Regions from separate parts of the Muntiacus reevesi genome. Here region 2 is linked to region 1. Evidence: chromatin contacts called from public Hi-C data. All regions are on one chromosome and are shown on one strand. Each heading gives the region's core, a stretch centred on a gene start, on an enhancer-like site or on the middle of the called end of the contact. The rest is flanking DNA. Distances are from core to core; before and after follow the strand shown. Region 1 holds the start of LPP (LIM domain containing preferred translocation partner in lipoma). Region 2 holds the start of BCL6 (BCL6 transcription repressor).

Evidence for each region. Hi-C and Micro-C count contacts between places; a contact is called where the count stands out from the background.
Region 2: a Hi-C map of muscle shows a contact between it and region 1, with 6 times the contacts expected there. The contact joins the promoter of BCL6 here to the promoter of LPP in region 1. A contact is called at or near these places in 2 of 3 Hi-C or Micro-C datasets (blood and muscle).

What each region holds. Positions count from the first base shown.
Region 1 is chr8:57,257,241-57,261,959 of mMunRee1.1, reverse strand. It overlaps LPP (LIM domain containing preferred translocation partner in lipoma), which reads left to right and starts at 1,802. Exons shown (of 13, transcript XM_065943114.1): 1 at 1,802-1,938.
Region 2 is chr8:57,640,542-57,645,193 of mMunRee1.1, reverse strand. BCL6 (BCL6 transcription repressor) reads right to left here and starts at 2,940. Exons shown (of 10, transcript XM_065942964.1): 1 at 2,832-2,940. It overlaps LOC136173386 (a long non-coding RNA gene), which reads left to right and starts at 3,067. Exons shown (of 3, transcript XR_010664213.1): 1 at 3,067-3,499; 2 at 4,078-4,652.

The DNA.
Region 1 (4,719 bases), core at 553-3,052:
ATTAAACAGTACCACTTAGAATGTGGGTTTGCTGAAATGCTGAGCATAGAAGAAGTGAATTGTGGTGTAAGAGAATAATCTTTTTAAGCCCCAGAACAAAATGTCTTTAGGAGCTCACATTTGCGATTTCAAACTATACCAGTTGCAAAGAGAAAAATATTTAATTATTGAATTTCTCTATTTTCATATTTTTTGTATGAATAGATGAGAAATTGAGAGATTAATTTAGAACAGAAATGTGTGAAGTCAAAGACTTTGCACAAAGAATATGCCTGATAAATGGTTAAGTGCAAAAATATGTTTCTGCATTTGTTTAATTCTTGGTTAAGAAAAAAAAAGTCACACCAAATCTCAAAAGAACCAAGTTTTGGAGATTTCATGAATTAGTAACTCATGGTGTACTCTCAACATTTATTAATATGAATTAGGAGATCAGGGCCTCCTCCTTTGGTGGAAAAATCATGGGACCAGTCAGGTGACCTTGACACCAGAGGTGGGTTTAAACTGCTTGCTGTTTCTGGGTTGGGTAAGTTATTTTGCCTGACTTTTTACCTCAAACGTCAGTGACGGACTACAATTTGTTTTATGAAGATCTTATAAACCTGGGAGAAAGTGCTTTTACGATGTGCTGGAGTGAGGAATGATTAGTTTAGACATCAGGAAGCAGGACAGAAGTATAAGGAAAGGAGTCTGCAGCCTCGGCGTGCCTTCCAGGCAATGGCTGACGCACATTATAGCCCCCTCGCATGGTGCTCACATTTACAAATAACCAGAGAAAAAGTCCTACACAAACCTTCCAAGAACAGTCTTGCCTTTATTCAACTCATTCACCCAATTCGTAGATTTATTTATTTATTTATTTTTTGAAGCTATAAGCACAAGGTCTGGGTTTCTGGATAGGGCTGTGAAGTAGATTCCAGGGGTTCGTTTATTTGAGCACTGGATGGAGGGAGTTGCCTTGAAGCAACTGATCAGCGTGGCTATGCAGGGCTCACTGGCAATCAGAACCTTCCAGGAACTGACCGCGCAGGGGCCCCGGGGAAGCTCCGAATCTCTTCCCAGGGGGGTCCGCGTTGCCCTCTGACATCCAGCCCCGCTGACTGGTCCGCGGGAAGGAGGGAGTCGGGCCCCTGCCTGCAGACAGGAACATAGCTGGGAGACTGAGCATCCGGCTCCCGCGCCGGGATCCGTGGCGGGCATGACCTTGTACGAGTCGTTTCTCTTCCGAGAGCTTCAGATTTCCCGTGTGAAGTGGACGGGCTGGAAGTTGGTCGGGGCCAGTTCCGACATCCAGGACGTTTGAACCTTGCTGGGAATCCGGGGCGGGGCTCACGAGCAAGATCTTGCAGGGGGATTCCACGGCAGAGCTCGTCTACCCAGACTCAACCCCCTAGTCTGGCGCCCTAACAGTGGACGCAGGTTCCCTCATTTTTTTTTTTCAGTAGCCCCTTCGCCCCGGCCGCTTCCTCCTTCCACGTCTCCTTCCTCTTCCTCCAGGGCAGGCAAAGGCTCCACACCTCCCTCTTTCCCTTCCTCCCCCGGCAAGCTCCCCGCGTTCCCGGCGTCGTCTTCTCTTCCTCCCAGGAAATCCACCGCCCTCGGTGCACCCACCTCGGGGGCCGGGCGCCCCCTCCCCCGGCGGCGAGCGCGGCGGCCCCGCGGGCACCCGCCTTCCCATACCTTACATGGACAAATGCGTGCAGGCAAAGTCAGGAATTCAGGCCCCTGACGTCAGCCTCCAGCTCTCAGGGCACCGCACGGGAGACCGAGGGGAGGGGGTGGGGACGGCGGGAGGAAGGAGGGGGAAAGGCACCAACCAGCAGCCGCTCCAGCCTTGCCGAAGTTTCACTTTTTGTCTGTGGGTTCGCTCCCGGGCCCCGCGCGAGCTTTCCCGGGATAAGTAGCTTTAGCGAGCGGGGGACAGCCGGCCGCTGCAAGGTAAGGGCTGGCTGCGCAGCCCCGGGCGCGGGGCGCGGTGCGGGGCGCGGGGCCGGGCCTGGCCGGGGTTGGGGACAATGGGAGGGGGAGTGCCCGGGCACCTCCTCCTTCGCCGCTGCCTCCGCCTCCAGCCGCCGCCGCCGCCGCCGCTGCCCCGGCCGCCTCCTCCCCGAGGTATTGTTGCAAATCCTCCTTCCTTCCCCTCACCCTCCGCCCGCGGGCGCCTCGGGAACCCCCAGCCCTCCCCGGCGCGAGCGCCTCCGGGGTGGCAGGACAGCCGGGCGCAGGGCACCGAGTGCGCGCCCGGCCCGGGCCGCAGGGCCCGCGGTGCGGAAGTGCCGGCCGCGGCGCGATCACGGGGTGCACGCGTGGGGGAGGGGGACCCCGAGATTTTGGGGAAGCCTCGACCGGGGGCTGGGCGGGCTTGGAGGCCTTCCCTGCGCGCCCCCTGCCCGGGCTTTTCAGGACTCCCAGGGGGCGGGGCCACACCCAGCAGCTCTGCGCTTTCGCGGAATCACAGTTGTCACTGGGGAAGGGGCCTAGGAACCCAGGCATCAAGTTCCCCCATTTCCCAGCTGGGGCAACTGAGGCCTAGAGAGCTGAGTCTCCCCAAAGTCGCTCACTAGAGGCAGAGCCGTAACTAAAATCAATGGCTCCCGACTCCTGGTTCCTTTGCTCCAAGCAGTTCTCCAGCACTCACTGTGTGCCCCCCTGTGCTGGGTTATTGGGTCCAGAGGCGTGTAGGGCCCAGACTCTGCCCTCAGGAAGCGTTCAGTCAACCGAAGACCCAAACCTGACCCCAGGCAGAAGGTGCTAAGTCCTGGGTAAGGGCGCGGGGCGGGGCTCGGAGACTGGAGTTTGATCTCCTGGTCCTTCACGAGGGCTCGGAGGCTTTTGAAGGATGGGGGCGGTTTTCTGAAGTCAGAGACTAGGGGACAAGGAACGAGGGCATGTGTCGTTGGGACCTGCAGAGGCAGGGAAGACTCAAGTGTGGACAGTGGAGATGAACGGTAACTTACTGTGCTGGGGGCACGGGGTGGGGCAGCGAGGGTACCTAAGATGGGGTAATCAGTGGAACTGTGCTTGAGTGCACTTGGACAGAGGGGTGTCTTTGGGACTTTGGGGTGCTGGGGGAGCTGAAGGATGTTTCTGGCTTCCCTTCCCTTCTCAGTGATCCACTGCCTGCTCACCCTGAACACAAAATGCAAACATTTACTTTAGCCTTTGAGCTTCTTTTCTAGTACCAGACTCATTTAACTTTGTATCCAATCCCCTCTATCTTTCTGTCTCCTACCCCCCTTTCTAAATTGCTTGCTTCCCAATAAACCTCATTCTCACTGAAGTGTTAGTGACTTAATGGCCTACCTCTGAACATTTGAACAAGAGCATTTTAAGACAGCCTTTAAGTGGAAAGAGAAAAAGCAGCTAAAAGCCTCTTCCCTCCAGCTCCCCTCCCCTCCTTCCTCACCCTCCTTGCTGTTACAGATAGGGAAACATAAATAAAGGCCCAGAGAAGGTGGGTGCCAGTTCTAAAGTCTACAGTAAATTTTGGTAGCTGGTGGAAGGCCAGAACTCCCGGTAGGGTTCTTTGTATCCCATGACCAGCCTTCTTCCTTCAGGGTCTTTGTCTGTACCAGGGTCCGTCAAAAGGTTGCAAGGCAGTCTCCCAACCTCAGCACCCAGGCTTTAAAACCTAGAATATAGATTCTAGGTAAAAAATAAGTAGTTGGGGTTAGCTGTCTGAGTAGTGAGGGTGCAAACCTGGAGCCCTTGGGTCAGGCAGCCCCCCAGGATCATGCTCCACCTACACAGTGGGTGGGCCTGGACCTGGCTTTGAGGATTCGCAGGAGGAGAAACTGCTATTGAGCTGGTTACTATGATCGGGACTGACAGGGTAGAACCCTTCTTGAAGGGACATATTCCAGTGAACAGTCAGTTCCAGACAGTGGTTGATGGGAGAGGAGGCTTCATTATGAAGGTCCTTAAAAATGCCAGGCATGGATATGACTTAAAGTCATCATTTCAGGGTTTTGAGCAGGCTGGGACATGAGCAAGAGGGGAGGAATTGGCACTGGGTAATCCTCTGCCGCCCATTCCAGTGAGAGAAGCAATAATCTGGCCTAAGAATTATCAGTGAGTGTTTGCTCATTTACTCCATACATACTACTACTTACTATATGCCATTGGCAAATGTGAAAATTTTATGGCAGATTCTTTATTTTATTGAGACAGAGAACTTGTATTTCATCAGAAAAATACACTTTTTCACATTCTATATCAGTGACATTGGGTTGTCTTATAGTCACAGATGTGTCATAGTTGAGTAGATCTTTGTCCTAAGTTGATAACAGTGTATCTTACCACTGATAGCTTAGAGCTGATAAAATTTGTTAATCATACCCTTTATGAATGTACAGTGCTTTGCACTTTATAAAAGTTTCCCATCAGATATTCCATTTGAATCTCAAAAATCCCCTGAGAATTGGGCCTGGTGACCCTGTCATCTCAATTTTATCTCTTGCCTAAGGTCATCCAGTTAATTAGAAATGAACTCAAAATAACAGCCCAGAACTTTGACTCTGCGTGTTAACATGTGACTACCCTGTGGTGGAACTAGCATGGGTTAATTGGGAATAGGAAGACTTAGATTGAATTTAATTTCAGAACTATTTTGGGGGTTTTGACCAAGGGCAGAGTGTAACTCACAATGACTTGGAGGCTCTGTTAGCCCAGAGATATAATGCATTAAGTAGAAAATGGGCAGAGGGATAGAAGATGCCA
Region 2 (4,652 bases), core at 1,691-4,190, 380 kb before region 1:
CAAGTTCCTCGGTTTTTACAGATAGCCTTATCGTCACTATCAACAGACCCTTAAAATCAGTCAATGCTTGGGCCTGCACTATTGGAAAGTCTTCCAAGTAGGATATTGGAAACTTCTATTTATAAACGGGGAGAGAGGGGACTATTTCCCATCCAAAGGCTTCTATTTTGGCCTGAAAACTCGACTACAGTCATTTTAGGAAGGGAATGCCCATCTCCTGGTACTCCCTTTCCATTTCCTCCTCCTCCAGAGACACATTATCTTTTCTCCTTTAAAAGAAAAAGCATATATTTTAAAGCGAGAATGTGATTTCACCTCGTTCCTTTGAGCTCATGTTTGCTACCTCCAGGAATAGCGTGTGGACTAGGGCCAGATGAACTTCAACTTGGGCTGCAGATTTACGAGGTTCTGTTCAAGTGCCAAAGGCTCTTGGTAGTAAATAGTGAGCAAAATAGATACCTGTCTCCTGACGGATCTTGCCGGCCCCCCTCTTAATTTTTTTCTTAAGTTATTTATCAAAACCACACACACCTTGCAAAGAAAAAGGGAAACTGGCAGTCTCTGTAGAGGAAGCCAGTGGCATCGCTCTGAGCCACAAACTGTATTTCTTAAACAGCCCTTTCCCTGGTTCCTTCTCTCCTGCCCCATTTTTTTTTCTTCTTTTTGACAGTAAAAACATGCATCTGCTGACATTCACTGTACTTTAAAAGGGGAGGGGGTAAAGCATTACAGGATTTTCTCCTGGAAACTATAAACTGATTGAACAAAAAACCCGAAAGGATTAAATCAGTTTCCTGGAGGGGATAGCGAGCTCAGAGAAGAGGTCAGGGACCCAGTAACAGTTCTCGACTTTGAGCGCCCAGTTTGGGGCCATTCCTTCGGCTCAGCTGTCAGGACCCCCACCACCAAGACAAACCTTTCGAGAAAGGGTACAACATAAACAGGATCTTTTTCAAGCTTTTTTTTTTTTCTCTCTCTTTTTTTTAATTTGTAGGATTGTGTACTTCTTTTCCATGGGATAGCTTTTAAAACTCAATTATTGCAACACGAGTTCCATTTTTGGCCAGAGTTCCAATAACACGGCAGCATAACGGCAACGCAATCTACAGTTCTCAAGACATTTACCACGGTCACTACATCCGGCAGCGGAGTGGCCCCCTCGCTCCCGCGGCTCCCCAGCGCAGCCGATTTCCGAGGCTCCGACTCCCTACCGGCTCCCGCCCCCGGCCGCCGCCGCCGCGCCTTCCCCCATTCCTACTCCCTCGAGGAGAGCTACAGGTTGCAAATCCGACCAGCCTCGCAATCCATTTCTGCAAAATCACTCACAAAGATCTCCCCTTCGCGCCCGCGCCCCCTCCTCCCGCGCCAGGTCCCCCAGCCAGGGCCACAAAGTGCCCTTCTCTCCTCCCGGGTCTTGCACGTAGGAACGCGGGCTGGGGCTGTTTGCTTTTTCCCTTGCCCTGTGCAAGGACCTCGGGAATCTGATGCCTGACGCCGCTACTCTCCGACCCGCAGTTTTGGTTTTGTTTGTTTTCACAAAGCTTGCACCATGGGAAAAATTAAAATTTAGGAAAGCGGGGAAACAGCCATTGGGAGCTAACACCGAGTCACGCAGCGCCCAAAATACAAACACCGCGACCGCCAGAAATCCCGCCACCTTCCCGCTTGGCTGGGCCGTCCTGCGAAGGTTCCCGGAGTCCCCGCACTCCGAACAGCACCGCAGGTGCAAACGCGCACCCCTTTCCCACCCCCACCCCCAAATCCCCATCCCGCCCCAAGCCTCTCTCCCCAGGACCGGGAGAGGGAGCGCGCGGGGGTTCCCGACTCCCTAGACTGCAACCAAGAAAGAATAATTTCCAAACTATTCAACATCCCCGCCCCCAGGCAAGCTAAACCTCCCCCAAAACGCAGGGGAAGGGGACACCAAAACGCTCGGATCTCGTTAGGAAGATCGCGGCTCAGAAAGGAAACAGTAGAACCCATACTTCATCTGGGTTTATGAAGGGAAAAAAAATAAATAACCACGAGGAGTTCGCTTGCATTTCTCCTCCAAAATCTCGGCTTGGAGGTGGGGGTGGGGAATCTAGAGGACCGAGGCCGGTGGAAGGGAGCCAGCGGGGCGAGCGAAAGGGCAGCCTCCCTCCTCGCCTCCCGGAGTGACCAAGAAGGACGGGAGAGGGGAAGGAAGGAGAGGCGAGGGAAAGAAGAGGGAGGGAGGGAAGGCGAGGCTGGAGCGAGGGAGCAAGGAAGGCAGTTTGCAAGCGAGAAAAGAGGGAAGAAAACACAGCCGCACGAATCCAGCGAGATCACAAGCCGTACGCAAGCAGCAGCATAAAGAGCGAGAGCGCGAGCGCGCGTCCTCTCCGCCGTCTGGGGCCAGACAGCCCCCAGACTTGCCCGAATCACCCCCCAAGCACTGTCTCGTCCTTTCTGCTCCGGCCGCCCCCTAATTCCCCTCCTTCCTCTCCTCCACCTCCTCCTCAAAAACCAAAACAACACAAGGGAGGGTGGCAAAAGCCTCCCCAAACCGGCCAATTCACTCAAAGACAACAAGAATAAAATAATAAAAATATAAAAATCTACATCCTAGAGTGGGAGAGACGTGGGACTAATCTTCGGCATTTATTTTAACACCTGACAGCTACAATAAATAAATATATACATTTACATCAATAGATACACATAGGAAACTTGGAGCCAAAGCATTTGGCAAGAGCAGAAAAAAAGAATTAAAAGGTAAAATAATGATCATGAGCAGCGGCGGCGGCAGCGGCACCAGCGGCAACAGCGGCGGCGGCAGCAGCAGCGGCGGCAGCAACAGCAATAATCACCTGGTGTCCGGCCTTTCCTAGAAACTTCTTGCATCACCACTTCTAAGAACCCCAGTTCTAAGAATCAACAGAGCTCAATTCTCGGAATTTGAGCTGGGGACTTTACCACTGCTACGTGGCAGGGGAGGACTCGGTGTCAGCTCTCTGCGACTTTTGCCTCCTCCGGGCCATAAAAAGCCCTCCAAGCCAAAATATTTTCTCACTGTCAGGCAGGTTTCGGGGTCCTCACAGGCTGGACGTCTCGGGTTTGGAGGTTTCGGCGCGAGGGTCGAGGGGCCGGACGGTGGCCCTCCCTCCCCGGCCCCCGGTCGGTGGTACAGCCTGCTCCGCCACCGTCACGTGGGCGCCCCCTCTGTGACGTCGGCGTCTTCGCTGTAGCAAAGCTCGGCCTCTGGAATTCTGAGAACTAATTTGCTATTCGGTGACATAAGAAGGGGAGTGCGCTTCGCTTTCCCGGGGTCTGGGGCTCATTTCTCCTCTCTTCCCCATAAACTCAGCTCCTCCGAGCTCAAAACACAAAAGGAAGCGAGAGGTTCGAACCTTTGGGAAAAGTCTGTTATATATAGTAGGTTTCGGGGCGAGTAAGAGCAAAAAAACAATAAACACCACAGCTCTTTCCAGCTAGAATATTAGGCACCACGAGAAAAATATTTGCCAAGCAGTTTTCGGTGGGTTCATTTGCTTTATTTTTATTTGGGACAGTTTGGGATTTTTTTTTTTTTCTTTGTTGGTGTGGTGGTTTGGGATTTGGGGTGGTTGTATTATGATGGTTTTCGTATTTTTGCTTCTAATTTTTGCCTTTTGCAACTTTGTGATGTTACGTAAATCGTAGGATCCCGCATCGGTTGGATTTTGTTTTGTTTTACCCCTACGAAATCTCTCAAGCGAATTAAGGAAGACGTGTTATTTTAATACTGATAGTGTAGAAAGAAGCTTGAATTTTTGGTCGTATGTAACAATTCCAACCCCCACTTTTTTCGGGGGGGCGGGGGAGGGTTTTAAATTTTCCTTTTCCCCTTGGACTTTTACTGAGAGAACGGCTCTCCTGCACTTGAGAGAAATGTTCAAAGGATTTGTTTGGGTTTGTTTCTTTCCAGGACAGCAAGTGGTGGGTTTACTCTTTCTGTTATTGTTGACTCTTAGGAAAATTCTTGCTGCAAGAAACGTGTGTGTATGTGTACGCGTACGCGTGTGTTCTACAAAATTCTGTGAGCCAAATCATGTTTGTGTTTTGCTTTTTCTTTAGGTCTTGGTTCCCCCCGCTCCCTCCCAGCTCGTTTCAAGGTCGTTGTTAAAAATCTCTCCTGTCTGTGTTTAAAGAGACCAGCCGGAGGGAATTCTAAAGGCCTGCGATGCAGTATCACAGATACTGCGTGGATTTAAAACAGACTGTGCTACAACTACAACGCGCTTCACGCAGCACACTCCTCTTAGCTTTAGAGCTGAGTTAGGAGGAGAGGAAAAGGGGGGAAATCTTTCTTTCTTTCTTCCTTCCTTTCTTTTTAAAGCAAATGCAGTGCAGAATCATTTCACTGTGGGCCTTGGTTTGTTTATTCAGAACTGCCAGTTTCCCTATTTAAATGTTGGTTGGGTTTTTTCCCTCCTACTCATCCCTGAATGAGGGAGACTCTTGTTTCTTTTATGTCTCTCTCTTAAAAGAAGGGTGTGAGGGGAAAATAATATTTCAGATTCTCAAGTATTAACCAAAATGTTTGGACCAGAAGCAGCTTTCAAAGGTCAGGCTGTTCTGAGCTTGGCTATGAAAGTCCTTCAGGAGGGACTCATTAAATTACAGACGAGTTCTTAAAGGTTCCACAAAAT